Linked DNA regions of Mus musculus: regions 1, 2 and 3 are each linked to region 4. The links are chromatin contacts, called in public Hi-C, HiChIP or PLAC-seq and promoter capture Hi-C maps. All regions are on one chromosome and are shown on one strand. Each heading gives the region's core, a stretch centred on a gene start, on an enhancer-like site or on the middle of the called end of the contact. The rest is flanking DNA. Distances are from core to core; before and after follow the strand shown.

Evidence for each region. Promoter capture Hi-C pulls out the DNA fragments that hold promoters and counts their contacts. A called contact is a pair of places that touch in the nucleus more often than the background predicts. HiChIP or PLAC-seq counts read pairs in DNA pulled down with a chosen protein or histone mark.
Region 1: a contact with region 4 is called in a promoter capture Hi-C map of second pharyngeal arch cranial neural crest, with 4 times the contacts expected there. The contact joins the enhancer-like site here to the promoter of Htr2a in region 4. A contact is called at or near these places in 12 of 39 promoter capture datasets (the 3T3-L1 cell line, the C10 cell line, the HPC-7 cell line and 7 more), 3 of 484 Hi-C or Micro-C datasets (cerebral cortex, cortical neurons and embryonic stem cells) and 1 of 9 other capture datasets (macrophages).
Region 2: an H3K27ac HiChIP or PLAC-seq map of SST interneurons shows a contact between it and region 4, with 5 times the contacts expected there. The contact joins the enhancer-like site here to the promoter of Htr2a in region 4. A contact is called at or near these places in 15 of 39 promoter capture datasets (the 3T3-L1 cell line, 3T3-L1-derived adipocytes, the C10 cell line and 8 more), 1 of 484 Hi-C or Micro-C datasets (adipose-derived mesenchymal stem cells), 1 of 115 datasets of contacts at active chromatin or transcription factors (SST interneurons) and 2 of 9 other capture datasets (adipose tissue and macrophages).
Region 3: a contact with region 4 is called in a Hi-C map of cortical neurons, with 2.3 times the contacts expected there. The contact joins the enhancer-like site here to the promoter of Htr2a in region 4. A contact is called at or near these places in 13 of 39 promoter capture datasets (3T3-L1-derived adipocytes, the C10 cell line, the HPC-7 cell line and 8 more), 1 of 484 Hi-C or Micro-C datasets (cortical neurons) and 3 of 115 datasets of contacts at active chromatin or transcription factors (acute myeloid leukemia, embryonic basal ganglia and neural progenitor cells).

What each region holds. Positions count from the first base shown.
Region 1 is chr14:74,050,230-74,057,386 of GRCm38.p6, forward strand. No RefSeq gene overlaps it. Among named protein-coding and RNA genes, the nearest start is that of Gm35517, 39 kb to the left of the region's middle. Within about 2 kb of position 2,877, at least 10 of the 459 cell types and tissues checked have an H3K27ac peak or open chromatin away from gene starts, as enhancers often do. A contact at or near this core is called in second pharyngeal arch cranial neural crest, where this site is marked.
Region 2 is chr14:74,093,939-74,101,697 of GRCm38.p6, forward strand. No RefSeq gene overlaps it. Among named protein-coding and RNA genes, the nearest start is that of Gm35517, 83 kb to the left of the region's middle. Within about 2 kb of position 5,938, at least 15 of the 459 cell types and tissues checked have an H3K27ac peak or open chromatin away from gene starts, as enhancers often do. A contact at or near this core is called in SST interneurons and adipose-derived mesenchymal stem cells, where this site is marked.
Region 3 is chr14:73,726,695-73,733,621 of GRCm38.p6, forward strand. No RefSeq gene overlaps it. Among named protein-coding and RNA genes, the nearest start is that of Gm24540, 38 kb to the right of the region's middle. Within about 2 kb of position 5,662, at least 32 of the 459 cell types and tissues checked have an H3K27ac peak or open chromatin away from gene starts, as enhancers often do. A contact at or near this core is called in cortical neurons and neural progenitor cells, where this site is marked.
Region 4 is chr14:74,638,402-74,645,023 of GRCm38.p6, forward strand. Htr2a (5-hydroxytryptamine (serotonin) receptor 2A) reads left to right here and starts at 2,473. Exons shown (of 3, transcript NM_172812.3): 1 at 2,473-3,943; 2 at 6,587-6,622. The coding sequence starts at 3,532. Gm41210 (a long non-coding RNA gene) reads right to left here and starts at 2,445. Exons shown (of 3, transcript XR_874820.3): 1 at 396-2,445.

The DNA.
Region 1 (7,157 bases), core at 1,627-4,126, 590 kb before region 4:
ATGTATACAGATAGAATTTTGTTATCGAACTTTTTCCAATAGTTAATTTTTACAACAGCTATTTGTATCTCCTGGCCATTTTCTTTATTGCAGCTGTTTTCTGAAGTGCTGTATTCTGTGACTACCATCCCTATGTATTCTCCACTTACAGGACACACAAGCTATTCCTGTCCTTCTGTACTATAATCAAGGCTTATAGTGCTCATTCATATCCCTCTTTAGGAAACATGGGAGAGTTTCTGAGGCTGTACCTGACATCATGAGTCTACAAACCCATGGGATATAGGAGAGTGTTTTGTCAAAAATTACTCTCATATTCCTCTGTGTACCTTCCTCCACATACTGCTTGGAATTTTCCCATTCTCATCAGAACCTTAAAATATATATATAATTGATATATTATTTTTTGTAATATACTTATTATATATAGTGACAGATTTCACCCAGACATTTCCATGAAAGTATATCATGTCCTTTGACCATATTCAATTTCTCATTCTCCTTCCATCCACCTTTGTCAGCCAAACAGGCATTCTTGTTTCTACTTTCATTTCATTTATGTATTTGTATATATGGGTGTGTGTATGTTTGCCTATCTATATCTGTATCTGTATACAGCTTAAGATCACCAAATTACAGAAAACACAGTTGTCTTTTTAATCTGGCTTTCTTACTTTTGCCAATTTAAGCTGAAGACCACAAGATAAGAACCTTTCTTTCTGTTGCTGTGATGGCCAACACCCGAATGTTTCTTTATAATCAAGTTTTCTTCATTATCCACTTACGCCTATTTTCACTTCTGCTTCAGATAATGTCTTTTTTCTTGCTGATCTGTGGCCCAGGCTGGTCTTAAACTTGCTGTGCACTTCTGATAGCTTTATTCTCCACACTCTGTGGGACTGTGATGCGGGCATGCACCATGACACCCAGTGTATTCAGTACTGAGATTGAACTCTCTGCTTCACGCATGCTTGGCAAGCTCTCCACCAACCAAGCACTGTCTCCATTGTTCAGTTTTAGGTGCTGTAGCTGTCGTCCCAATTTATCACTTCCCACAAAATTCTGTTAAATAACAGCATTTATACCTTTGTCAGTTAATTTTCTATTGTAAAAATATATTCACATGTACAACATTCTTTTTTATCTGAGTTGTTTTATTTGTAACTTTTCCTTTTCATTAAAACGGTAAATTATAATTTCAAATTCTGCTCATACCTTTTTCAGTTGAAAGCTTAATCTGTTGTTGTTTTTAAATGTTTTCTTAGTTTAAAAAATGTATTTGAGTATGTAAACATGTACTTATTACTGCAACTCTTTCCTCCAGGTTTTCACATCTGGACTTAAGTGGTCTACAGGCCTCTGATGTGTCCTCTGCTCTGATGCTCCTGACAATCAGCTCCCTTACCAACAGCATTTTTGTGGCTAAGATGTCCCAGGTCCTCAGATACATGATTCTTACTGGTTTTCATTATGTTTCTAGTTTTCCTGCAAAATAGAGTCTGAGAAAAACCTAGTGTGTGTACTGTTTCCTTGGACAGTATTGATGTCTTGTAGTTACTATGCAGTTAGTTTATGATAGTTGCACTGAGTGTGAGGGAGTATATTTACAGATGTATATATATACCATTTGCCTTAGAAATCACATTCTAGAGATTTTAAAACTACTACTAGTTTTTGGCATCTTGACCTATCACTTCCTGGAAAGAATCGATACAGCCTATGAGTATGGTTTTGTTTCCCAGGTTCATGTAGGGAGTTAAATCTGCATCTGCGACACAGTACATTACCGCATCCTTGTTCCTCTCTGTAACAGCTCTATCATTTGCTTCCCAGAAGCAAACCAGTTACTTATGGTGTGTGATGTCTTCTGTTAATTTTTTTCATACTGCTAAATTTTCAATTTAAATGCCAGGGTGCATGTGCTTTATTGAAATAGTGAAATTCACATATGTATACATTTTCTATATGTTGAGATTTTTGTGTTCGTAAAAATGCTAAGCAGGCACTATTTACTGTGACAAGATATGCAGATGTAATTGTTATGTTACATGCACGGTTTGATCTCCTTTTCCTCCTCCCACACCAAACAGTTCTATTTTTCACAGCCAAGCTGCATAAGTTACTGTGATATATGTCACAATATATTTTTGGTTATGTTTAGTAATTGCCTCATTTTTCACTGAGCACTTGTCAGAGATGGAAAACCTTTTCAAAAGAATAATCTGCCAGTTTTAACTTTTTTATATTCATTGATACTGACTCTCCTCTGATATATGTGTGTGTGTGTGTGTGTGTGTGTGTGTGTTAAAATATAAATATGTGTATATATATTTATTTATTTCAAAACATACTTTTAAAGATGGTTTTACCTCCTTTTTCCTCTTGTAAAGTACCTGTTTTTTGTTTCTCTTCTTCCTTTATTCCAGTTTCCTACATAGCACTTCTGGTATTTTTTTAACCTAAGAATCTGTAGCAGGAGGATTTGTGAGACATTGTTGAATAAAAATAGCTTATTCCCATTCACATGTGATTTCATGGGCCTAATTCTACACTTCCAGCATTCTCTCATAGAGCACTGAGCCTGTAGCTTTGCTGCCTTCAGGCTCCCAGGGTTGTCTCTCTAGCATCCACCTTGTAGTTCGCCTACCTTGTAATAAAAGAGGCAGGAAGGCGAGCACAGCAAGGGCACAAGTGATTACTTGTTTGGGACTCAGACATCATTGGGGATGTCTACCTGTATCCCAGGCATCTGAGGGTAGGGCATGGAGTTAACTAAACTCATTTTCTATCTCAGAGCACTCTAGAGTGATTCAGCAAAGACAAAGCCAGCAGAGAAATGAAAACCCTTAGCAAGCATTCCCTTCGGATCTTTCCAGTCCACAGCTCCGTCCTTTCTGAGTCCTCACTGAATCAGGGTGACATGGCAATCTATGAACAACTGCTGTGTTAATCAGGATCCTCAAGAGATTCTTTTGGTGATGAACGTAAATGTTATTCAAATATATTGAAACCATATATAGTTAATTCCATTAAAATAAACTAATATTGGGGTACATTGTCTGTGTGAAGCTTCACACTTTTTTTCCTGTTGGTGAGTGGCACATCTTTTTCACTCCCTGTGAGGCTGGACACTAAGAACCAGTTTTGTTTCTTCCTTCTCCTTTATGTTTCCATAAGTATTTCATCACTAGATTGTCCAGATAATCCTTTCTCAAAATACACCCTAAACCTGTCCAGTTTTCTTTTAAAGGCTTACTTTTATTGTTTTGAGTTATGTGTTGGTGACTGCAGAGTCCAGCAGTGCCAGATCTCCTGGAGCTGGAGTTACAGGTGATGGTGGTCTGCTCAGAGTGGGTGCCAAGAATAGAACTTGAATTCTCCACAAGACCACTATGTGCTCTGAAGCTCTGAGTCACTGCTCCTGCCCCCACTTTACTTCCGGTACCCTACTGGTATTGTGTTTCAGCTCTCTCTTCTGTGCATTATTGTAGAAGCCCAGCATGGTCTCTATTCCTCTATTGCTCCCAGTCTCTCCAGGGAAGCAGATGTAACTTTGCCAGATGCCTGTCTCCATGGCAGACAGGAAGCATAGCTCAGGTTTCTCCCCAGGCTCCAATGCCATTCTTTCAGCCCCTCTGACTGACTTTCAGTGCATGCCTGAGTATTCTCTGTTCTTCCCAAGTCTCCAAGTTTGTGTGGAAAGTGCCCTTGCATTTACTGTAAAAGCTACTGCTCATCTTTGGAGCATCAGTGGCAAAAATAAGAGGTTTGCCCTTGGGACTCTTACTAAGGTGAGCCCTCCCCAATTTCCACAGTCATTTCCTCTCTTTTCATCTCATTTAAGATTGCAATCACACTGAACTTTACGTGTTTATTTAGTGTCTGTCTTCTAAGTAGACTGGAAACACTATAACACAGGTGTCTTGTTTATTTTGTTGAGGTCACTACCTGGGGAAACCGCCAAAAGCTTGCTGAGCCATAGTGGCTGCATTTGGACTTAGTAGCATGTCTTAGTATTCTATTGCTGTGAAGAGACACCATGACTACAGAAACTCTTACAAAAGACAAAATTTAATTGGAGATGGCTTATAGATTCAGATGTTTAGTCCATTTTCATCTTGGTTGGGAGCATGGCAGCATGCAAGTAGACATTGTGCTGGAGTTGTTGAGAGTTCTACATCTGTTTCTGTAGGCAGCAGGAAGGGAGACAGACACTGGGCCTGGCTTGGGCTTTTGAAACCCTAAAGCCTCCACCCCCATCCCCAGGAGACACAATTCCTCCAACAAGGCCACACCTCCATCAAGGCCATATCTGCTAATCACTCTCAAGTGGTGGTACTCCCTGATAACCAAGAATCCAAGTATAGGAGCCTATGGGTCCATTCTTATTCAAACCACCATATAGCAAGAGTTATAGCAGAGTGAGTGTATTGCTCTGTAGATGGTGCTGAAGAAGGTGAGATCTGGACAGGTAAACAAGAGATACAAAACTATTTGTTCATCTATAAACAGAAAAAATGGGCAGTATTGAAATCATTATATCAAGTGAACTGAGTCAAATTCAACATGACAAACTTGTGTATGCATGATAAGTAGGACATGAAAATAGAAAGGGGGATTTGAAAGGGGAGGTGGCATTTTAATGAAAGGGAGATGGGGGTGCAAGAGAAGACAGAATACAGATGCCATGAAAACCAAGTGGAAAACTATTGGAGGATGGAAGGGGACAAGCAGATGAGAGGTAAGATGGCTGCAGTAGAGGCATTGAAGAAGAGCAAACTATAGTGGTGTGTATGTATGTAAATGTCACTGAGACATGCATTTGGTTAATTAAAAAAACAAAACTAAAAAAAAACTTAAAAAAAGGGAGACTCGACTCGAGCCCCGGGCTACCTTGCCAGCAGAGTCTTGCCCAACACCCGCAAGGGCCCACACGGGACTCCCCACGGGACCCTAAGACCTCTGGTGAGTGGACCACAGTGCCTGCCCCAATCCAATCGCGCGGAACTTGAGACTGCGGTACATAGGGAAGCAGGCTACCCGGGCCTGATCTGGGGCACAAGTCCCTTCCGCTCGACTCGAGACTCGAGCCCCGGGCTACCTTGCCAACAGAGTCTTGCCCAACACCCGCAAGGGTCCACACGGGACTCCCCACGGGACCCTAAGACCTCTGGTGAGTGGACCACAGTGCCTGCCCCAATCCAATCACGCGGAACTTGAGACTGCGGTACATAGGGAAGCAGGCTACCCGGGCCTGATCTGGGGCACAAGTCCCTTCCGCTCGACTCGAGACTCGAGCCCCGGGCTACCTTGCCAGCAGAGTCTTGCCCAACACCCGCAAGGGTCCACACGGGACTCCCCACGGGACCCTAAGACCTCTGGTGAGTGGACCACAGTGCCTGCCCCAATCCAATCGCGCGGAACTTGAGACTGCGGTACATAGGGAAGCAGGCTACCCGGGCCTGATCTGGGGCACAAGTCCCTTCCGCTCGACTCGAGACTCGAGCCCCGGGCTACCTTGACAGCAGAGTCTTGCCCAACACCCTCAAGGGCCCACACGGGACTCCCCACGGGACCCTAAGACCTCTGGTGAGTGGAACACAGCGCCTACCCCAATCCAATCGCGTGGAACTTGAGACTGCGGTACATAGGGAAGCAGGCTACCCGGGCCTGATCTGGGGCACAAGTCCCTTCCACTCCACTCGAGCCCCGGCTACCTTGCCAGCTGAGTCGCCTGACACCCGCAAGGGCCCACACAGGATTCCACACGTGATCCTAAGACCTCTAGTGAGTGGAACACAACTTCTGCCAGGAGTCTGGTTCGAACACCAGATATCTGGGTACCTGCCTTGCAAGAAGAGAGCTTGCCTGCAGAGAATACTCTGCCCACTGAAACTAAGGAGAGTGCTACCCTCCAGGTCTGCTCATAGAGGCTAACAGAGTCACCTGAAGAACAAGCTCTTAACAGTGACAACTAAAACAGCTAGCTTCAGAGATTACCAGATGGCGAAAGGCAAACGTAAGAATCCTACTAACAGAAATCAAGACCACTCACCATCATCAGAACGCAGCACTCCCACCCCACCTAGTCCTGGGCACCCCAACACAACCGAAAATCTAGACCCAGATTTAAAAACATTTCTCATGATGATGATAGAGGACATCAAGAAGGACTTTCATAAGTCACTTAAAGATTTACAGGAGAGCACTGCTAAAGAGTTACAGGCTCTTAAAGAAAAGCAGGAAAACACAGCCAAACAGGTGATGGAAATGAACAAAACCATACTAGAACTAAAAGGGGAAGTAGACACAATAAAGAAAACCCAAAGCGAGGCAACGCTGGAGATAGAAACCCTAGGAAAGAGATCTGGAACCATAGATGCGAGCATCAGCAACAGAATATAAGAAATGGAAGAGAGAATCTCAGGTGCAGAAGATTCCATAGAGAACATCGACACAACAGTCAAAGAAAATACAAAATGCAAAAGGATCCTAACTCAAAACATCCAGGTAATCCAGGACACAATGAGAAGACCAAACCTACGGATAATAGGAATTGATGAGAATGAAGATTTTCAACTTAAAGGGCCAGCTAATATCTTCAACAAAATAATAGAAGAAAACTTCCCAAACATAAAAAAAGAGATGCCCATGATCATACAAGAAGCATACAGAACTCCAAATAGACTGGACCAGAAAAGAAATTCCTCCCGACACATAATAATCAGAACAACAAATGCACTAAATAAAGATAGAATATTAAAAGCAGTAAGGGAGAAAGGTCAAGTAACATATAAAGGAAGGCCTATCAGAATTACACCAGACTTTTCACCAGAGACTATGAAAGCCAGAAGAGCCTGGACAGATGTTATACAGACACTAAGAGAACACAAATGCCAGCCCAGGCTACTATACCCGGCCAAACTCTCAATTACCATAGATGGAGAAACCAAAGTATTCCACGACAAAACCAAGTTCACACAATATCTTTCCACGAATCCAGCCCTTCAAAGGATAATAACAGAAAAGAAGCAATACAAGGACGGAAATCACGCCCTAGAACAACCAAGAAAGTAATCATTCAACAAACCAAAAAGAAGACAGCCACAAGAACAGAATGCCAACTCTAACAACAAAAATAACAGGGAGCAACAATT
Region 2 (7,759 bases), core at 4,688-7,187, 540 kb before region 4:
CCTTGGGTGGCTTATTTAGGAACTAAAGATGTGTGGCATTTTTTATTCACGTCTCTTATTAAGACCGTGGTGTAACAGTACAAGTTGTACTTATCTTCTCACTGATGAGATGTTAGAATTCTACTGAATTCCACTAATTGCAACCCAGTGGTGCATCCGTGGTCAGGATGGGGTGCGAAAATGTGTAATCACTAATCAAAGTACTTTCAGTTCATTTTCCTGTTACCTGGATCAGGAGAGAATGATGACAGACTCACTGCATAAGCACAACTTTACAAGAGGTATGTAAATTATTTCCAACAATCTTCTAAAGTTGAAAAGATTTATGCTAGCTTCCTTTAGTGTTGCAGGATATTTGATCACACTGTGAACCCTGAGGTTGTGTTATTTACTGGAAAATCCCGTTTTTAGCTATAGTGTGGCTCAGCCTTAGCACACACCTATAATCCAAGGGCTTTCTGCTTGGATGTTGTAAACAGAATTAAATAGAGTCAACCATAGGTCGAGGCAGAACAAGCAAACTCTTGACAAGAAGTAAACATAGGATTATTAGGAAAAAAGAACCATAGAGAATAAGAGGAAGTTGGGGAAAGGATAGAGAAAATTAAACACTCAGGAAATAGACAGGATGGACACTCAGTTTGAAGGAGGTTTGTGAGATGACATAAAAGATGGGATTCCTTTGGGGACATTGACTGAGGTGGAAGGTCAACTGGGTGCTTTCTCTGCCTCTCTGAGCTGGTGGACTTTCAGCCTAGCAGCTGGCTCCTGGTTTTCTGGTAAAATCTAACAGTTGAGATTTTGCTAAAAAATAAACAATCAAAAACAAAACAAAACAAAACCAGTTCAGTCTATATTTTATTTTCCAAAATAAGACTTGATTCCCTTAAAAATTACAAGTAGGAGATATATCTGAGAGCTCAGCTAGCAGACAGCTTCAAATGCAAACACATTAGCAAAGCCCTTTCATAAACCAGTACAGATGTAATTGTTTAATCATGTGCAGGGAAAGAAAATAACAGACAGGTGAGTCATACCTGCCCGGGGATTAATTTCTCAAAGAAGATCTAAATGTGAAAGTAGAAAACTGATAATATTCAGCAGAAAAGAATTTGTAATCTTGACCCAGGCAAGAATTCCTTTTCAGGTAAGATGTCAAATTTTAATCAGTTTATAAAGAAGGATATACTGGATTTTGTAAAATGTGAAAACTCAACATTTCAAGTTCAAGGCTGTTGCTCTGGAAATCATAGTTTCTTATTCTTCAAGGCTGGAGAAGGCCAACTGAGGACAGATAAAAGGCAAAACTGCTAATATTAGTTCAATGAAATTACCATCAAGGTGATCAGAAGGTATTAGAATTTCCAAGTTGTTCTTTCACAAAAGTTTGACTCTAAGAGGCATGCATGAATGTTTGGTGGTAATGGGAAAAATGTCCAGCCTCTTGATTGGCTGCACAACTCAAACATTTTTAAAACTTTTAGGCAAGTATTTTTAAAGTTAATTTTGTTATGTGTAGGGTATAAATAGTCTTTATTTGGAAAAACATTCCTTCCAGTAAGGCTAAAATATGATGCTTGTGCAGAAATTCCCTAGGTCTTATCAGATGCACTTTGAATTCAAGAACATACAGCAATCTTCCAATATTTTATTACATGAGTGCTTGATCAGCCTGTGGGGGTCAAGCAGAAGACCGTAACTAATTGTAACTTCTTGGGCAATATTTTGTATGTATGATTATATAAGTGTTTGTGTGTGTGTGTGTGTGTGTGTACACATGCACATGCACACACACTTATGTGTAGTCTGGGATATCTATTCATTCTCTAACAGTTTAATTTTTTTCCCATTATATTTTTTAAAAAAGTGAAATTCGGAAAAATCTGAGTTGATTCTGGCTCACCCGAGCCTGGACTTTACTGACAATGTTTGCAATGCTAATGTAGACATTTATTCATGATTTGAATGTTAGATATTGAGCACACTTTCCCAGCTCATTGAAATGTCAGGCAGTGCTTAGGTCACTCTCTCTCTCTCTCTCTGGGGATGCATTGATTAATGTTAGAGCCAGGGCTGCTGCCCTGGGAGCCATGAACTTCTTTCTTTGGTGCCTAGAGGGATCAAGGAAAGGAGGGATTATGAGTGGTAGAAGTAATAAGTTTCATAGAGGATAGGCTCATATGAAATAAAAAAAAAATGTGGCCTACTGTAAAAGTATGGTTTTCCTCTTTCCTTGTGTGTCTCTGTGCCTTGTCCTTTTATATGAATGCTTAAGTCTGACAGCATGAGCAGCACACAGGGGCCAGAGGGTGATATTTGGTCTCATTATTACTACCAAAAAATGTTCTAAGTCTTAATTTGCTTCCAAAATGTGAGTATTCAATTCACTTTTGTTGTTTCTTTTAGGCTTAAACCATGTTTTGATGACATGGCAGAGAAATCCCCCTTTTTATGAACTTAATATATAAGAATAGATAGATATTAGTAGAAGAAAATTATGGTCTAAGGAGATTTTGCTACTGAATCCATGAGATAATATTTTGTGGGCATATTATAATAGTCTTCACACTGATATTTACATTTAAATTCAACTGATTGAATTTCAAATTCGTAGATGTGTCTTAGAATCCCTCCTCTAGGCCTAACATAGTAAAGACTATGAAATTTGAAAAAAGCATTATGGGTTAGAGGATAGAGGAATACTATATTAATACTGTTAGCCAAACTATCTGACATAGGTATATATAATATTTGGCTCAGTTAATTAGCTTAAAATACTCTGTATACTTCATTGTCTTACCTGTTTTCCAAAATATCCTATGACACAGCTAAGTAGTCATTTGCTTTTACATATTGCAAATGATAGAAAATTTAGCATAGTAGAATAAAAAAGATCACCTTGCTCAATATCATTTTTATTTAAAAAAAAAAAAAAGAATCAAACTTTGTAGAAATCATGGGATTTTTCCCAAAGTCACTTAGATAAGTTTCTTGACTCTTAGGCTGATGATCCCTTTAAAATATGAAATTTAGCGCCATTATTGATGTAGGTCTATTTTGACAATGGGAAAGCTAAGTGGAGATGGAGATCCTGCTAATCAAAGTTAGCTCTTGAAAGTCAAAGTCAATAGAAACTTGTAAAGGGAGGATGCAAACACTCTCCAGTATGCCAGGGAAGAGTCAAGTCCTTTGAATTGAGACAAACAGCTTAGCTTGTGAGTCACACAGTTTGAAGCTTTTTGTAAAGTTTAGCATCTTTTGACAGTATTTCCTAAACTGGTAATCTAGATACTTTTGCAGAATTATCTGCTAATTGAGATTCTTTCTGCTTACTTAGTGAGCATTTGCTCTCTGGGAAGAGTCAGAATGATGATAGATCCCAAATTCTTTGCTCAAAATAGAGACTCCTAAATCCGAGTTTGGAATGAATTATGAATTCTGTGAAGAATTTGTCCTGTTGATTGCATTCCTCTCCTCCACTGCCTCATTGTCTCTCCCCCTCTTTCTTCCTTAGTCCTCTATCCTTTTTATTGCTATTTTTATTCTTCAAAACCACACTAATGCCTGAGGAACTAAAGGAAGAGGGAGTTCATGTTCCTTCTTCGCAGTCTCTACACAGTGTGACTTTTTATAAGTTGAAAGCATGGGGCATTCTTTAGTACGCTCAGGAGCTACATTGCCTTATAGACCCTGGAAGTACTTGTCATGCTGTCTTGTATATTTCTGAGGTTAATTTGTGGCTCAATCAGGCATAACTAAAACCAGTAAGAATCTCTAGCTAGATCTTGATTTTTTTTTTTTTATCGGACTTTCAAGGCCTTGTGTAAAGGGAATAGCTAAGGACCAGAATAGAAATCCACTTCACCTGCACATTTCTCTAGATCTGCAAATGTGGGCCAGGATTCAGTCCTTTTATAGTCATGGTAAGTTAGCCAAGGATAGATATCTTATGTCAAAATAAATCCCTCCAAATTGGGGGCAGGACTTCTTTTAACTGGTTTGTGTGACAGTGCAAGTTGTAAAGGAATTAGATTCTTCAAGGACACATTCAAGCAATAATCAAATCTCTGGGGAGAGTTTGAAGATTTAGTGATGTATAAGTGTGAATAAAACTATGCCTAATGTTGCCAAAGGCAAGTGGGGTAAGGATTATGGAGTTAGGGTGGGACCTCCACTTCAACTTTAGAGATATTGAGAATGAACAGACTCCTAAAGGAAATGAGCAAAAGGATTGGTATTATTATTAATCTGTGCAGTCGCTGAAATAATCTAGCTTGTCATCATCAGCTTAATAAAATCTGCATGTGTGTGCTTATACTCAAGTCAGAATGACTGCACACAAAATTCATGTTTTGAAATGCTAATCCCTCTTGTCAAAATATGTGTTTATGTTGCCAAAAGGCAGTACACATTTTACAAGGACAGGACACCAAGTGATTTCTGAACCTTCCATCATAAAGGATTTTTTTGTCAACAGCAAAATACCACCTGGGTTGCTAGGAAACAAGCTTATTTCACAAACTGTGCATTCTTGCTTAGGTCTATACCACTGGTACATCTCATATATTCTTTGGCAACAGTATATAGTTAAGGCAAATGGGTCTCTTGATCATATCAATCCTTTATGAATGTAGGGCTTCTCAAGACAATATTATCTTAAATCCAATTTAAAATAATGAAGACCTCTAGCATGAAAAAAAATATATGTCTCTACTAAAAATAGCTCAAGGCAGAATTGATGGGTAGGTAGCAGGAAGTTAAGAATGTATGCATGCACAGATTGAATGTATTCTACTCACAGGAGAGCCTTTCAAATGTAGTCTTCTCCGCTTCTATTGCAACAGAGAATAGTGACTTGCTGATTGGGACTGGGATTGAAATTCTGAGCCAAGCACTACCTATTTTGTTTTATAGATTTCAAATTTGTTGATGATAATACAAGCATCATATATAGTTTGGGACCCAGGTCCTAGTGAGATCTGGCAACAGCAGAGGGAGTCTGTCCTAGTGGGCCATGCTGAGGATAAGAATCATGGGGATTTACTCCAGCCAGCATACTACACAGCGTTTGCACCTTCCTGGTAGACCACAGAGCTACAGTCCCATTCTGAGTCACTTATGGTTATGGGGATGAAAACTTGGCCTCTCTTTGACCCTCTGTGTAGTCTTGATTACAGTTAACCATGGCTGTGTTAATAATTTAGACAGTTACTCAGTGTTCCAGAAACTTGTATAGTCTTAAGTGTTTACATTTATTATTTTCTAATTCATTGGAAAACATTGAGCCAGCTGAGCATGAAACCCTTTGACTTATAGCACATGCTGTTAATTAATAAGCTCTCTGTGTGAGTGCCCTCATATTTAAGTCTTAGGGATAATACATTTTACATAAGTGTTAGAGAAATTGTTTAAGCTACCCATTTCATAGTAATTTTTACAGCATCCCTGCCTGAGCCACTACATGTATGTGAACTCTGTAGGAAGTATATGGTTAGGGAAATTGTAGTACTTTCACGTATCTCCAGCTGTGTACATGTATGCTTACATGTTAATGTACAAGAAATTAAATGTTTGTCATCCATAAACCACAGCAAATGCTGAGAAATGCTTAGATATCTCTGTCTGTAGTATGGCTTCCAAATAATTAACAATTGTATAATAGCACATAAAAATTTCATAGTGGCAACATAATTATGCTTTAGTATGGATACTTAGTATAGATATTGCGAATGACGTTGATTTGCTTTTTATATGTATAATATTAGCAAAATTTCGGTTAAAGACTGCGGCCCTGGCAGCACTGGCAACATAGACTGAATAGGCCAATTAAATACATTAATAAAGAATAGAGAGAAAAAAACTCACACAGTATGGTCACAGTTGAAAGATGAACAAATAAAGTGATGCATTCTGAAGACACTGACATGGTCCCAAGAGGCATGTGTGACTAAGCAGTTCTGATTCATGTGTGGGCCTGGCTATGACTGACACATCATTGCCTTGGCTTCTTAGTTCAGGACTGTCTTGCACATTCGTTAAGACACTTTATGAAATTTCTTTCTGGAAGACCAGATCTCTTTCTGGTTAACATCAGGGCTCTAGGGTTTTTATTCCACTGCGTGCACAAATCTCTTCTGATAGTTCTGATTCAATGGGATCCATGTTCTCCAAGTGCTGACAGCTGAAGGAGCAAACAAATGGTTCTGTAGAGTGTCTTCCTTCTTCCAGGACAACTACGATAGTATTCAGGCTAGAAGGATAATCATCTGGCATTTATTGTGTGTTTTAGAACCTTACACATTGAGGAGTAACTTGAGGTTTTGCAGTCAGCTGTTAGAATTTCCATATCTGTGATATTTAGCTGTGTGAGAAACCTTTCTGTCATAATTGTGACCAGAAGTCTAGAGGAATGTGTGGGGAGTAGAGGACTATAACTTCTAATCACATTCTTGACTTCGAACCTGTCAAGATGCTTCATGGTTTCCATTGATGTTACAATTAGTAAAATTTGCAAGCTTTGAACTTATAACCTTATACAAAGAAGACAGCCATAGTTTCAGTTGACGTAATAGGGCTTTGAAATAAAAGTTCTGCTATCATATAGCAGACATTCTTGATCCAGGATGACAGTGTTTTGCAAAAATACTGATTTTAGTCGGCATGGCTTGCACATAGTTACAACTCATATCTCAAAACTTAGAACTGACAACTTTCTTCAGTACTGGCTGTATAATACTGCACAATAGGGTAGTATCCAATGATACTTACAGTCATAGTGAGACAACGATAAGTATGTATACATTACCTATCCACTAAGGCAGGTAAGGAGGACATGAGAAAACACTGTTTTTTAGAATCACCATTAAAGGTGTTGGAATTCCTTGTGCTTGGAGAGTATGAGACACGGGTAATGAGGAGACATTGAGATCTTGAAAATCCTGTGAGTTGTAATGATTATTCTGAGAAGCTTTCCTGCAGCAGCATCCATGATGAAGAGACAAAGTTCATGTTCTCTGAACACATTGGTGCATGGCTGGGGTATGTTAAGCTAGGATTAAACACTTGCTCTTACTTAGCAAGAGCCTCATCATTCAGAACGTACTTGGATTTGGAGTCTGCTTCTGCCCATCTATTGAATCCATGTCCTCTCAAATTGTCAGGGCATTTTTTTCTAGATGAGACTTCCCCTTCCTGTCATTAATGTGTCTGGGCCAAAGAATGCTAAAGGCCTGCATGGAAACAACCCAGGAAGAGAACAAAAAACACACTGTCCCTTCAGAATAGCTCTTGGTCCCTATGACTCATGAGTATTAGCCTATGCTGGTCCATAGCTGTGTGCCTTCCGTCAGACAAACAAACAAACAAACAAAAACAACAACTGAACAACAAAGACAACAAACAAACAAAACAAAAACAAAAATAAAAATAAAACCCCCAAACAAAACAAAACAGAAACAACAAACAAAAACAAACAAACAAACAAACAAACAAACAAAACACCTTAGCTTTCTATCTAGTGGCACTTGCTCAGTTAAAAGCAACTCAGAGTCATAAAATAACCACTATTGGAGGAGCAAGTGAGTCACTGATGGCCAGCGTGAATCACTTGAGTTCATGTTTGTAGCACTTAGATGTTTGTGATGGAGGTACCTACTATAAGTCACTGTAAAACCTCTTTGCTTCGAGAATTATATTTTGATGGCTAAGTAAGCTGTGGTGCTGGCCAAAGTCAATCAGACAGTGCATTATTCAAGAAAGA
Region 3 (6,927 bases), core at 4,412-6,911, 910 kb before region 4:
GGTAGAATGAGTTTATAAGCCTTGTTAAATTTATAGGTTTATAAGCTCTGTTTATGAGTTTTAATTCCTTAGCTGCTTAGAAAATTTCCCATGTCTACAAATAAGAGCTGCTGAGGAAACCATGAGGATAATGAGGATAATATTAATAATAAGCACTATCACCAGGGATGTTAGGTATAGTGGTCTTAGGAATGCTATTCAGAACATCATCTATTGACTATTTGTTCTTTCCATATGTTGCCCCCACTTCGTTGTGCACCATCTCAAATTTCAAATGCACAGTTAAGGCATTGATAGACTAAACATGGCTAAAGGCTAATAAAGCTGGTATTTGAATAGTGTCTACTGGATACCAGAACCCATATTTGTGATTCTGATGCTATTGCTATGGCCCCTGTAGAGTCCTCTATTTCTAATTCATCTAAGTACATTAGGTTCCTGACTTGCCCAGGTACCAGCCTTACTCCAAGTAGTTTCAAGATTAAGAGGAATCAACTGAATCTCTAGCTTCTAGTGGATCCCAATCGCCCCAATCCAATAAGCAAGTGGTATTTCTGCAGTCATAGTTCCTGGTCTAGATGCAGGCATCCAAGACTCATGGGTAGCCTTCTATTCCTTGACTGGGAGAGAGTTTTTCTCTACTATTAGACAGAAAAATGTGGTAAATAGTTCTTGCCAGGTGAACAAAGATGACCTGGGATGTATTTTATGCATAGAATTCAAAGCAGAATGTATATGCTGGTAAAGATGGACCAACCCCATCACTCCATGCCTGCAGCACTGTTGACTGACTCTTCCATGTACCATCTAACAAGCTGCCTTATTTAGTTAAGCTACTGAAAACAGTCCCTGTTACATGCACTCCCACATTTCATAGCTTTTAGGAACATTTATGGTCTCATTTACATAACATTTAATCATTTTTTTAAAGCATCTTTAAAGACCTATTCTTAAATGGTCCGGGACTCAGCTATGTCTCAGTTCTCTCTTAAATGGTGTCTAGCTTTTTTCACAACTCAGTAAGAGGCATTAATGACACCCCTATGCCTGCTTTCATTCTTCTCCATATTTCTCAGCATTCTAAAGTGAAATATAACAACAAAAACAAAGAAAAACTACAAACCGGAAACACTCAGCAGCAGCAGCAGCAGCAGCAGCAGCAGCAGCAGCAGCAGCAGCAGCAGCAACAGCAACAGCAGCAGCAGCAGCAACAACAACAACAACATCAACATCAACAATATCAAACCCATTGATTCTTTTAAATTTTTACCTCGATTCTGCCCTTCTTGGGTTCCTTCCCTGACTTCCCTCTCTGATGAAATGACATGTAAGATGAAATAAACCCTCCCCTTCCCATGTTGACATAAACCTAGACATAATAAAAGGATGATAGGTCTTGCAAAGAGAAAACACACTACAGAGAGGAAAGCCTGTTTCTTAACATCGGACAAGCATTTGTTAAATGTCTCCAAGCATGTGAAGGACTGGTTGTGGGAAGTCAAAGGGCTCTCATAATGCTTGCCAAGGGGGCTCAGGTGAGGCTGAGGTGATGGGAGAAGAGGTGGGACTATAAAAGCTCAGCTCTCAGCTCAAATTTTGCCATTGCTCTTCAGAATAAAGGCTGATGATGCTCTGTATGACCTACACTTGTGTAATGAAGCCTGACTAAGGCTGTGCATGAACTGAGAAGCAGGCTAGGAATGAGCAGGAAAGACATGGTGTGTGCTAGGAGATCCTGAGGCCCAGAACCTTGAATGGGTGGCAGCTGGGTTTCAGGAAGATGATGTAGTGTGAGACCAAGGCCAGAACAAATACCTCACCGGGTGAAAGAAGACCTAAACAGAGAACATACCTTGCAGGATGGGAGTTCTGTTAGTAACGGTTTGCTTGGCATTAAAAAACTAGCTCAGAGGTAAGTCCATTTGTCCTATGTCAAGTCCCCGCTAATTAAGACCTCTATTTGCAATCAAGAGTAAGTTACTGGTTTGATGTAGGCTGCTTCTAATCCCCACTCACTTGGTACATATCCTTGCCTTTCTTCTTCCCCTTTTCATTGTATCCTTTTAACAATAAATAACTGAGCTCTCATGCCCCCTGTGAATACCTTATCTCCCCTATAAAAAGAATTTTAAGAAGTCAGTGGGGGGGGGGGTACTCTCAAAAAACCCTGACTTAGGGGATACTGCCTGCTGGTCAGTCTAGTGTGCATTCAAATACGCTTGCTTTAATTTGGACAATTGTGGACTCTGTTCCCCATTTGCAAATTTTATGATTAAAAGTAGAAGGCTGAGGTATTAAATAAAGATATTAGGGACAATAGTCACCAGATTGTATATGTCTTACTGTCTTAGGGTTTCTGTTGCTGTGATAAAATACTGTCACCAAAAGCAACATGGGGCAGAGAGGGCTTATTTATCGTACACTTCAGTTCATCACAGAAGGAAGTCAGGGCAGGAACCCAAGAAGGGCATGAACCTGGAGGCAGAAACTGAAGCAGAAGTCATGGAGCAGTGCTGCTTACTGGTTTATTCCCCCACAAGGCTTGCTCAGGCTGCTTTCTTATAGACAACCTGCTCAGGGATGACACCATCCATAGTCGATGAGGCCCTTCCATATCACTGTCTGAACAAGAAATCCTCACTACAGGCCAATCTGATGGAGGAATTTTCTCAAGATTCCCTCTTTCTAGATATGTCTAAGTTTATGTCAAGTTGACAAAAACCAACTAGGATTCCTACCATGCATGCCAGTAGAGGCAGAACATTCTCACTGTCATATGGACTGGAAAGAAAATGAAAGTTTTAGAGATGCCTAATGGTACTCAGCTCTTGGACCTGCAATGACACATATAAAACAAGCCACTGTCATCTTTATGCATGGTGACATCTCCATAAGTTTTAACTCTAGAGAAGCTTATTACTTAAGAATATAAGAAGGGCAGGTTTGTCTGGACATGATCATGCTAATTATATTTCTAACATGCCAACACCTTTGGTTGATTTATCTCTACATGAGCCTTTTCTTTGCCACTCTAGAAAGCTGGAACCTTCCTCTGCTATTTTTGTTTTGTCAGAAAAGATAGGAAGTGGGGCCAAATAATTATGGTGGCTGTTTCTTTAAGAAGGAAACATTAAAACAGAAGGTAAGATGAGGTATAAAAGGAGGACTCTGGGTTTTATGCTCCATCTTGGGGCCTGACTTCTCACATGCTGATGGCCCTAACGTTTTTGTTTCTACAAAGCAACACCATAAACCCTGACTCTATTCCTGGATGCCCAGTTAACACCACTTGCAATGCTTATCATATGAGCAAGGAAAACAGATGTTTGAAATTTTGTTTAAACACAGGTCCTCTTTAGCAGAGACTTGCATCATGGAGTAAAAGCCAAGAGGTCTTGACACTGTACCTGGACAGAAGAGAGTTTACTACATTTATTGAGCAGATCAAGGACTGCCTGGAAAACACACATGTCACCTCTTTGTTAAGAGGCCAATAGTCCTGCTTCTCAACCATAGAGAAAGGATCCCAGACAGCAAAAGTCAAAGACAAACTCCATCCTCATCTTTTGCAGAAGGCAAGGGAGGGAGGGAGATGGATGGGCAGCTGTTCTCTGTGGGCACGAGGAACACATGGAGACTAGTTCTGTTTTTATCAAATGTTATTGCATGTGTTTTAAAATAAGCATTAACTGAAATCTATGATCTGAATGGTTGATGAGTGTAGAAAGTTGGTGAGTTAGAACTCTTATTTCCATGTTTGATTTTGAATAGATATGTTTGCATCGTGAGAACATACTTTTTAGGTTCTAAAATCTCATTGTTGAGAACACTCATGCTCTAAAGTGTGTCTCTTCCCAGAACTTCTTTTAGCAGAAACCTCAAGGATATCTTCAAGGGTTTCTGGGAACTAGAGATTTGAGTTTCAGAAGGAAAACCTAAGAAAATAAAACTTGATGTAAAGGAGTGCCTAAGATACAGAATTCAATCTCAGAATCAGAAAGAGTTTGGAATAAACCTAAGCTATGGTAATGATATTTTAATTTATGATTCGCAGAATTCAAGCATCATACAATGTGGTCATATTCATCCTCTGCTTCCCTCTCCTGTTCTTCCTGGGTTCCTCACTAAACTCCACTTCCAACTTCATCTTAATTGAATTGCAAACCCTGGGTTCAACTAGTTTCCATATGTACACAGGTGTGGGGCCATCAACTGGAGAAGGGACAGTCTACCAGTAGCTACATCCCCAGAGAAAATGACTCATCTCTGAGTTCAGTCATCAACTGCCAACAGTTCCTGAGCAAGGGGTGGGTTGTTAGAACCTCTCCCCATTAGTGCTGGAACTTTGACTGGCTTGATCTGTACCAGGTAACCATAGAAGTTGAAGCGGGCAATGTCAATGTCATATACTGAACATGAAAACCTATGATGTCATAGCTCAAAAAAAAAAAAAAAAACCAAAAACCAAAAACCAAAAAACCAAACATAGCTAGAGGGGAACTCTAGCAGGATATAGAGGGGAACTCTAGCAGGATATAGGCAAATACTGGTGGTTAAAAGTTCAAATTTCCTTCTGTCTCATGACTTCTATAAAAGCAATGGGTTGTGGAGAGATGAGGGCTTAGAGAAATTAAATTGCAACTTAACAAAGGTGGGCTTTGGTCAGCCTTTGAGTTTTGTCTTTTATGAAACTAGTAATAGCAGATTTAGTAGATACGTCACAGACCTGTGTTTCCCAGCTTCCCTCACAGACTGGAAGTGTTTGTACCGGAAATGACGTCATAGGTATTATATTGATGTTTGTACTTCTCTTGAATAATAGTGTTTATATTTCTTTAATGTGCACAAGGATAGGTGGGTTCTGCCAATTAAGTACTTCACCCAGCACTAGAGTGGACTTAATAGCTGAAGAGGAAACAGCATTTGAAAGTAGGCTTTTCTAGGAGAAAGGAAAGTGCCTCAGGGATCCCCTTCCTCTTCACACTTCTTCACAGCTGGCATTTCAGGAAGTTTCCCAGGCCTTTGGTGTGTGAGGCCATCTTACTTACATCATTCAAATCAGACTCAAGAAGGAAACTACATCCCCGCAGTGTGGCTGTGAGCCTCCTTTGCTCCACAATAAACATCCATTTTTGTACCAACGTGTAAAACCAAGTTGATGATACAGAAAGAGCCCCATGATGGGCTACCTATTGTCCATTTGTATTGTTACACGTGGGTCCCAGAAACATCCTTATCATCTGGTCAGTGACTCACCTGGGTTGGATGTGAGTTGGTTGCAGCTTCAACTTCCACTGAAACCTGCAGCTTTCACCTTAAGATGAGCAAAGACGACAGAAGACCAGGATTATGTTTTTTGAGAGGCTATTGTGTCGTGTCGTTTGTTGGCTTTTCTTTTCATCTCTTGCAGGGCCTGTATCCTGTAGCCTTCAGTTCTGTTTTAGCTCCAAGTGTGACTGTTCCAGGTTATTATTAGTTCAAAAAGAGGGAGATGTTTTGTCAATTCAGCCCATTCAGTGGTGGCTGAGGAATGCCTGGGCACAGTTGGAGAAATAGTCTGTTGCTTCAGTGAAAGGAAAAAGGACCTTTCCTTTGGCAGTACCCTCTAGCTTAGAAAAGCTTCTGCAGCCAGCAAGACAGTCACTTCTAGCTTTAAAAGAATGTACTGATGGAGAACTGGCTTTGTGATGCAAATTCGGTGCCAGTGAGTAAGCCACTTTGAAGAGCAGAAGGGGAGAAGAACAGAGTTGGCAGCGCTGGGAGCCCTGCAGGATGTTCTGAACAGATGCGGAAATACTTATCTTTCTTGGATTCCAAGGTTGCTTTCCTCTCATAGAACACACTGTCTTTGTCAAGAAAGTTTAGAGACTCAGTTCTATAAAGAATTAACTTCCTTTGAGTAAGCCATCAGGAGAGAGGTCAGTATAATATCTGAGTTTGAGTTTAATTCTATTGCTCGTTATCTGTTTGACCTTGAACGGGTATGCTTGCTTTCCTATCTATAAAGAGATAATAGAATCTATCTCATAATGTTGTTTGTGGGACTAAATGAAAAAACAGCGCAGTGTCTGGCCTGGTGGAGCAGCTCAAGTGATGTTGCTGTGTTCAATACTGTGTTAATTCTGTCCCCCAGTAACACTTCCACACTCTTGTCATTGAGAAGGTTTCGTTTGTCATTGCAATGAGAGAGAACGCATACCAAGAGGCTCATGGGAAAGAATATTTATAGGACTTGGGCTCTGGCTGAGTGGCTACAGTTAGGGTTGCACGGAACAGGGATTTACTGTAGATTTGATGCTGTTAGAATGGTTTAAAAGTTCCAGTTGGGGCATTTCAGAGACTCACCTGTTGAAATCTGAGACTGGAGTAAGAGATTAAAGCCATAATAACAAAAAAAAGATACAGGCTTCCTTTTGGTCAAGAGATGGCATGTTTGGCATGTTGTGGATGACCTTGTCTTTGTCTGTGCTTAGATAAAATTATGAAGCCCCTCTGTTCTGCTTTATTTATCTTGTTTTCAGATATCTCTGTTAGAATCTCATAGTCTGAGATGGTTCATGTTTGATGGGTGACTCACAGGTCAGCTGCTGTCAAGGGCTCTTCTTTCTTAGTTGAGATACCAGGCATTCTTGAGACTATTGTAATAATTTAAGTGACCATCATCTCCTTCACTTGAAAGTAATCCTAACCATGTTGTTAGAAAAAGTTCATCATTTACCTCCTTCATCCCTCAAAACTATTTTGCGATTATCTGGTTAGATGTTGTTTAGTTTGGTGGGCCCCTGACCAATGAACAGGCACTGCAGCATGTGTATTCTTGCTCTGTTTGGGTCTGGGACAGTCAACAAAGGCTCATGTTTAAGGCTTGGATCCCAGCTTGGTGCTCTAAGGAAGTAATGGATGTTTAAGTGATGGGCCTCATGCAGG
Region 4 (6,622 bases), core at 1,223-3,722:
CACAATAGTCTTGTTATTATCTAAAACGTATAGGAATGCAACGATCTTCCTACCCAGTCTGACTCACATTCTATTATCAGTAGTCAACAACCTAGAGAGATCATGTCTATACTGTTTTGTCCATTAAGCCGCAAAAACTGCAAGTAACCCTGTTTTTATAGTTTAGTTTCCCCCAGGGTAGCCTTGAACCTACCACCCTACTTCCCAAGCCCTCTAAACAACTGAGATCACGGGCTTGTGCCACCTTCAAAAAGCATTAGACGCTGACTAACACTTTTATCTCCTGAGTATCTAAATGAAAAACCATGCAGCCAACCATGAACAAGACACACACACACACACACACACACACACACACACACACCTCCTCTTTCCTTCATGTGGCTTGAACTCACTGTGATTAGCATCCAAACGAAAGGCTGCAGAGGATGCTGACGACTTTGCCTTCACTGGGGGAGGATGGCACCCAGCAAGCTCCCTGAAAGAAATATCCAATAACAGCAGTAAGGCTAAAAACCTATGGGCTTGTAATATGCAAGGCAAATCTATAAATTTACTTAGCTCTGAGATTAACTCTCTGAAGTAGGTGCATGGCTAATCCCATTCCTCTTCATCCAGATGAGGAAACCAGGTGTGGAGATTGAAGAGTTTTAATCAAAGTCACAGAGGTAACTAACAGGTGCCCAACCTGGGATTCTCAACTTGGGAGCTGCACCCTGGAAATTCACAAGGAGGATACAGAAAGACAGGCAGTGAGAGCAGTCCACACTCCAGTCTCGAGGAACTTCAAGCACGCAAAATATGAGAAATGTCAGAATTATGAAGATTCAGGCTGTTGCCAGGCTGCCCCTGAAAAAGCTGTGAGAGTATAGGCCTGAAAAATGGGGGCCCCAGAGAATGAGCAGACTGAGAAAAGGGTTGTGTATCCCTCAAAGAAGAGATAAGGAATATAGGCAAGAGGGTAGTGATGTGTTTTTCCTTCAATCAGTAATAATTTTAATAGGAATAAAATGGCTAGTGTAAAATGTAGAGCATCCTATAAGCCAGGCATAGGCTAAACATTTGTGCATGTTGTCTGATACCTCACTGTAACCCAGGGATGGAGCTAAATACCACCCTGGGAGGAGAGAGCACTGGGCTCTAAAGGCAACTGAGTTAGGTTGTATGAGTTAAAAAGCTGGATTCTGAACCAAAGGACTATGACTCCCACACCTACTCTGTATACACGTGCGCACTAGCGCGCGCGCACACGCACTCGCACACGCGCACGCACACGCACGCGCGCACACACACACACACACACACACACACACACACACACACACACACACACACACACACACGGCATGCACTGCACTCACAAGACCAGCAGCCCAGTCCCAGGTAGGCAATCTGGGAAATTATGTGCCTGCCCAGGAAGAGCAGAAGGGCTCCCCACTGTGGGCTGAGCAGAGGAGAGCTGAGAACTTTGCGTGCGGGGCAGGGAATGCTGGGAACCTCTGGGCATAGGCAGGAAGAAGGGATGAAGGGCTGGGTGGACCGTATGATGATTTCATGAGCCAGGAGGACATGTGGCAATAAACCTCAAAGAGAGGGTCAGGATGGAAGGTCTCCTGGGTCATAGACAAACGGATCTAGAAGGCAACTGGACATTTAGCTCACTGCCATGAGGAGAATTGACAACACATCGAAGGCACAGGAGTGGCTGAACTGAGAATGTAAAAGACAGAGAGAAGAATGAGATGGACAGAACCCCCCAAAAGCCCCTGGTGTCCAGGATTATTATAAGAAAGTAATCCATTTTCTTATCTGTCATGAGTGCATCTATCTTCCTTTAAGGACCACTTGGGAGAGAGCTTCTTTTGCATGTGAGTCGCTTTATCATTAGGGTCACTTCTGGGGGAAAAAAACATAGAACAAAATAGAACAAAACCCTTCATTTTCTAACATGAAGTTTTTCATTATTTCTTGGCGACAGGTTTGAGATGAAGAAAAGTAAGCTAGTTACAGGATGCATACACATAGCAATAGTGTGTGTGCTTAAATGCATTTAAGTAACTAAAAATTGTTCTGATAGTTTATCAGTTATTGCCACAGACTTCCTGATTCCTCTGAACTCATGTCGCCACGGTCAGCCATCCCTCCTGGACACATCATCACTGGCTTGGATAGAAGTGCTGGATGCTCCCAGATCCCAGGACATGCCGTTTTCTAGCCTTATTTATCTTCTCATTCTTCACCCCTCAGCCTAAAAATATGACTGCCATGTACCCCTCCTGCCTGCTGTCCCCTAAGCTGTCTCCTTGTTCTCTCTTTTTTTAAGGAAAGGTTCCTAATTAACCTGTAGCAGAAAGAATGGGGGCGCGCGGGGGAGGGGGTTGTTTGGTCCGCCCTTCCTGGCTGTTGCCACCTTGCAGGTTATGACACAGTGACAGAGGGAGGTCTGAGGAAGGAGGCAACCAGGAGGGGCTTATTCTTTTGGAGCTCCGGGAGCCTCTTGATACAGACAGCGTTTCCTACTTTCCCTGCGGCTCTTTTGTGTGACTTTGAGAGGGGCTCCCTAGTGACTGATTCCTCTCTGTGCGCTCGCCTCAGCAAGCAGCCAGGCTCTGGGAGGGAAGACCCAACCAAGCTCAGCAGTAGCAGAAGCAGCCAGCACAGACTTCAACCGTGCTGGAACCGGCATGCGGTTTTTGAAGTCAGCAGAAACAGAAATCAAATTACTATCATCTTATGCTGCTAGAAGCTCAAAGAGAGGGGATTCCACACTGGCCTAGTCACCATGCGACAGGCAAGTCACAGGATAGCGGACCCTGGCGACAATGAATGTAAGTTCCTCGGCTGCTGTCCTTTACTGCTGTGGGATTTTCTTTCTGCTTAAAGTCACGCTTGGCTAGAATGCCGTCATTGCCGCGAGAATTTCTGATGTGGAAAGTTCTCTGCTGCGCTTCGGGATGCGTTTTCCTTTCGTTAACTGAGCCAGAGATACAAGCTGAAATTCCTGACCATCGCTGCGGCGATTCTGCCTGAGACTAAAAAGGGTTAACCCTTATGATGGCATTAACATTGCGTGGATTTTTAATTGACTTCCTTAATTAATATAGAGGGCACACAGCCCTCCCTCCTCGTTTTGGATCTCATGCTGTTTTAACTTTGTGATGGCTGAACTCTTGAAAGCAGCATATCCAACCCGAGAATTGGCTGAAAGATTCTCACCGGATACAAAACTTTTCTTCCTTAACCAGGAACACGTTTGTGTCTCCAAATGCTCCACACTGCTTTTTTTGCCTTTGCTTCCGTGAGAACTTACAGCTCCGCCGTGGACTCTCCCTAGCACTGTGAAGCGAGGCATAATCAAGAGCCATCACACTTCTGTAACTCTTACTATGGAAGAGGAGAAAGCAGCCAGAGGAGCCACACAGGTCTCCGCTTCAGCATGCCCTAGCTCCAGGACGTAAAGATGAATGGTGAGCCCCGGCTATGACTCGCTAGTCTCTCCACACTTCATCTGCTACAACTTCCGGCTTAGACATGGAAATTCTCTGTGAAGACAATATCTCCCTGAGCTCAATTCCAAACTCCTTAATGCAATTAGGTGACGACTCGAGGCTCTACCCTAATGACTTCAACTCCAGGGATGCTAACACTTCCGAAGCCTCGAACTGGACAATTGATGCTGAAAACAGAACCAACCTCTCCTGCGAAGGGTACCTCCCACCGACATGCCTCTCCATTCTTCATCTCCAGGAAAAAAACTGGTCTGCTTTATTGACAACTGTCGTGATTATTCTCACCATTGCGGGAAACATACTGGTCATCATGGCAGTGTCCCTAGAGAAAAAGCTGCAGAATGCCACCAACTATTTCCTGATGTCACTTGCCATAGCTGATATGCTGCTGGGTTTCCTTGTCATGCCCGTGTCCATGTTAACCATCCTGTATGGTGAGTGGTGTTAGCATGTCAGCTGTCCTCACCATAGTCCCAAAGAGCTTGTGCATGCTGTTAGTGGAGGGACTGGGGCTCCAGGAGAGAAATAGACAGGAAACTTTGTTTTAGTCTTAAAATTTTATTTTTCTTGAGAGAAAAAAAAAAGTCAGACAGCCTAGTACCTGGTCATTGGTGAGTTGTGTGTCTTAGAATGGATACATCTTTGTAGAGAAATTATTACCTGTATTCCAATACTCTGTGAGCATAATTTAGCTGTCATTCTGTGCCCATGCGATTTTTTTCCTGCTTTTATTTGCCAGCCTCGGGACAGAACAGTTTTCTGTTTCTCACCGGGTTCTCAGCACTTCTAATGGAGTGGTAAAACCTTCCCAATTACCTTGGAACATTTGCAGAGAGAGCATTAGTGCTGGAGGAGTGGGTTTAATGTTAAAATATTCAGAGTCTCCATTAGAATAAATGAATTACTCTGGTTTTAATTGCCCCCTCCCCCCCCCCAAGCCCAGAGAAGACAATATCTAAGAAAACCTTTGAGTTATTCTTTAAAAAATGCACACACATAAACTCCTGTCTGGTTTTGGAGGGTGGAAAACAAACTGAAAGCTCTCAGTCTTGCTTTCCTTGCTACGGTTTGACAGTGTCAAACTTCCCAGGAAGTCAGCAAACACTGGGATGGCTTTCATGGAGGGGCAGAATGTGAGACTCTTTCAAAGTGTGACTAATACAGCCGGATCCCTCCTAACAATGAGCAAATGAAAGAATATTCGCACTACTGGCACATGCCCTTGGCAGTCACCCGAACTACAGGCAGTTTTCCCTAAAATTCACCTTTACAGGGGAATTTTCTGGCCAAGTCCTAGAGGCTACAATATGAACATGTCCATCCAGCCCCGAAAAGCTTCAAGGAAGAAGGAAGCAAGCCAGGAGTAGCAAGCATCCATTTGCCCCGGCTTGACCATTCAAATGACACACCCAAATAATTCCATTAAATTTGCTTATCATTTCTCAGCCACGGGAGAGATGCTCTCACTTCCTAAAACCCTGGCCAGCCCTCAGAGGCAAACCCTACTATGGGGTGAGCAGGGTGACTCTGCAAGAACCCAAACCACAGCAGGAAGGCAGAGGGACCTGCTGGGCAGCAGGGGTAATCCTGGCCACGTAGGAAGTGCAGCAGGTCCCTGGACTCAGCTCGGGGTACAAGGCTGCCCCCTAGTGACGACTTCTGGGGATGCAGCCTAGAGTCTAGTTGACACTTAGCCAGGCTGGCCCTAGCACACAATTCACAAACCTGTCTTGCACAAATATTCTCTTCTTACCCTTTGGTAAGAAACTTTAAGGGGAGAAGTTTCTTTCCTGAGACTAAAGCTAGAAGATTTGGGATTAGATTTAGGTCCAGCATCCTTTCCTTTTCTGAATACCCCTGGAGGCAGCAAGGTAGAAATAAGACTTGTGCAAAAGGAGGGTCTGCTTAGCCTGAGCTCTAAACTATCCTAAAGAAAGTACTGATCTCTAATCTTCCTTCCTATTCGCAGGCAGATGTAATATTGTTGCTCCTTACATTAGCAGAACAAACCAACAGTCTATCCAAGTGTCTGGTCCTCTCCAAAACACTCAGAAAGGAGCAGGGCACTTCATTTATGTCACCAAGGCATCTCAGGCAGCAGAGAACCTGCCAAGCTTCCTGCCTTGGACTCTGGGGAGTTTTAAAATCCTTTGACATTGGGGCTTCATCTCTAGCCACCCTCCAGAGAGAATGATTTAAATGGGCCCAAAGCTATACTGTTTGATTGTGAGACATCGGAGGGGGGCGAGTGTCACCTTTGCCCTAAGCAGGGGTTGTTCCCTGAGTGCCAATACCAGCCTCAGCAGTATGATTTCTTAAGTTTTTTTTTTTTGTTTTGTTTTTTTTTTTTTTTGGAAAATGCACATTTCCCAGCCTGTTCCAGACTTACGGAAGCAGAATCGCCAGAGGTGGGTCTCCATTTTAAGGAGCCACCTGCGAAAACCAGCTGTCACCTGTAGTTTGAGCACTGCCCTGAGACAAAGCTCCAAGTCCAGATACCCTTGATATTCTTCACCATCCTCAATGTTTCTCACATGCCCCAAATTTAATAAGACACATTAAGGGACTGTGCACCATAAAAAAAGACATTCAAGAGATTTGAAGACGATTCGTCACACAGCCACTAATTGCCTGTCTATGTGAGACTGGACATGTCTAAGAGTGACTAAGATTAGACTAGCTATAGGGACCCTAACCCCAAAGAAAATTATGTGGATAAATAAAGGCTGTATGTGACCGGCAACATCAATTGAAGGGCTCAGAACATAACTTTGGACACATTGCTAAATAAAAGTGGCTTTGACCAGGTAGAGGGTGAGAGAGACTCCATTCCAGAGGAAAAAGCAAATTCCTCCTTCATTAATGCAATTCCACAGGTCAGAAACCTTCAACCCTGCACTCCCCTGCCCGTGCCATCACAGTGCACACTGGCTGTTGGTTTAAATATTGAAAGTCTCTTGTAGTTCCCTTGCCTGTCACCTCTACCTGTCCCCAAGTTGTAAGTCCTGGGGTATAGATTACACGCTGCAGAAAGCACGAAGCTAGCTATTCACTGATGCTAAACTTCTGCCCCACAGGGTACCGGTGGCCTTTGCCCAGCAAGCTCTGTGCCG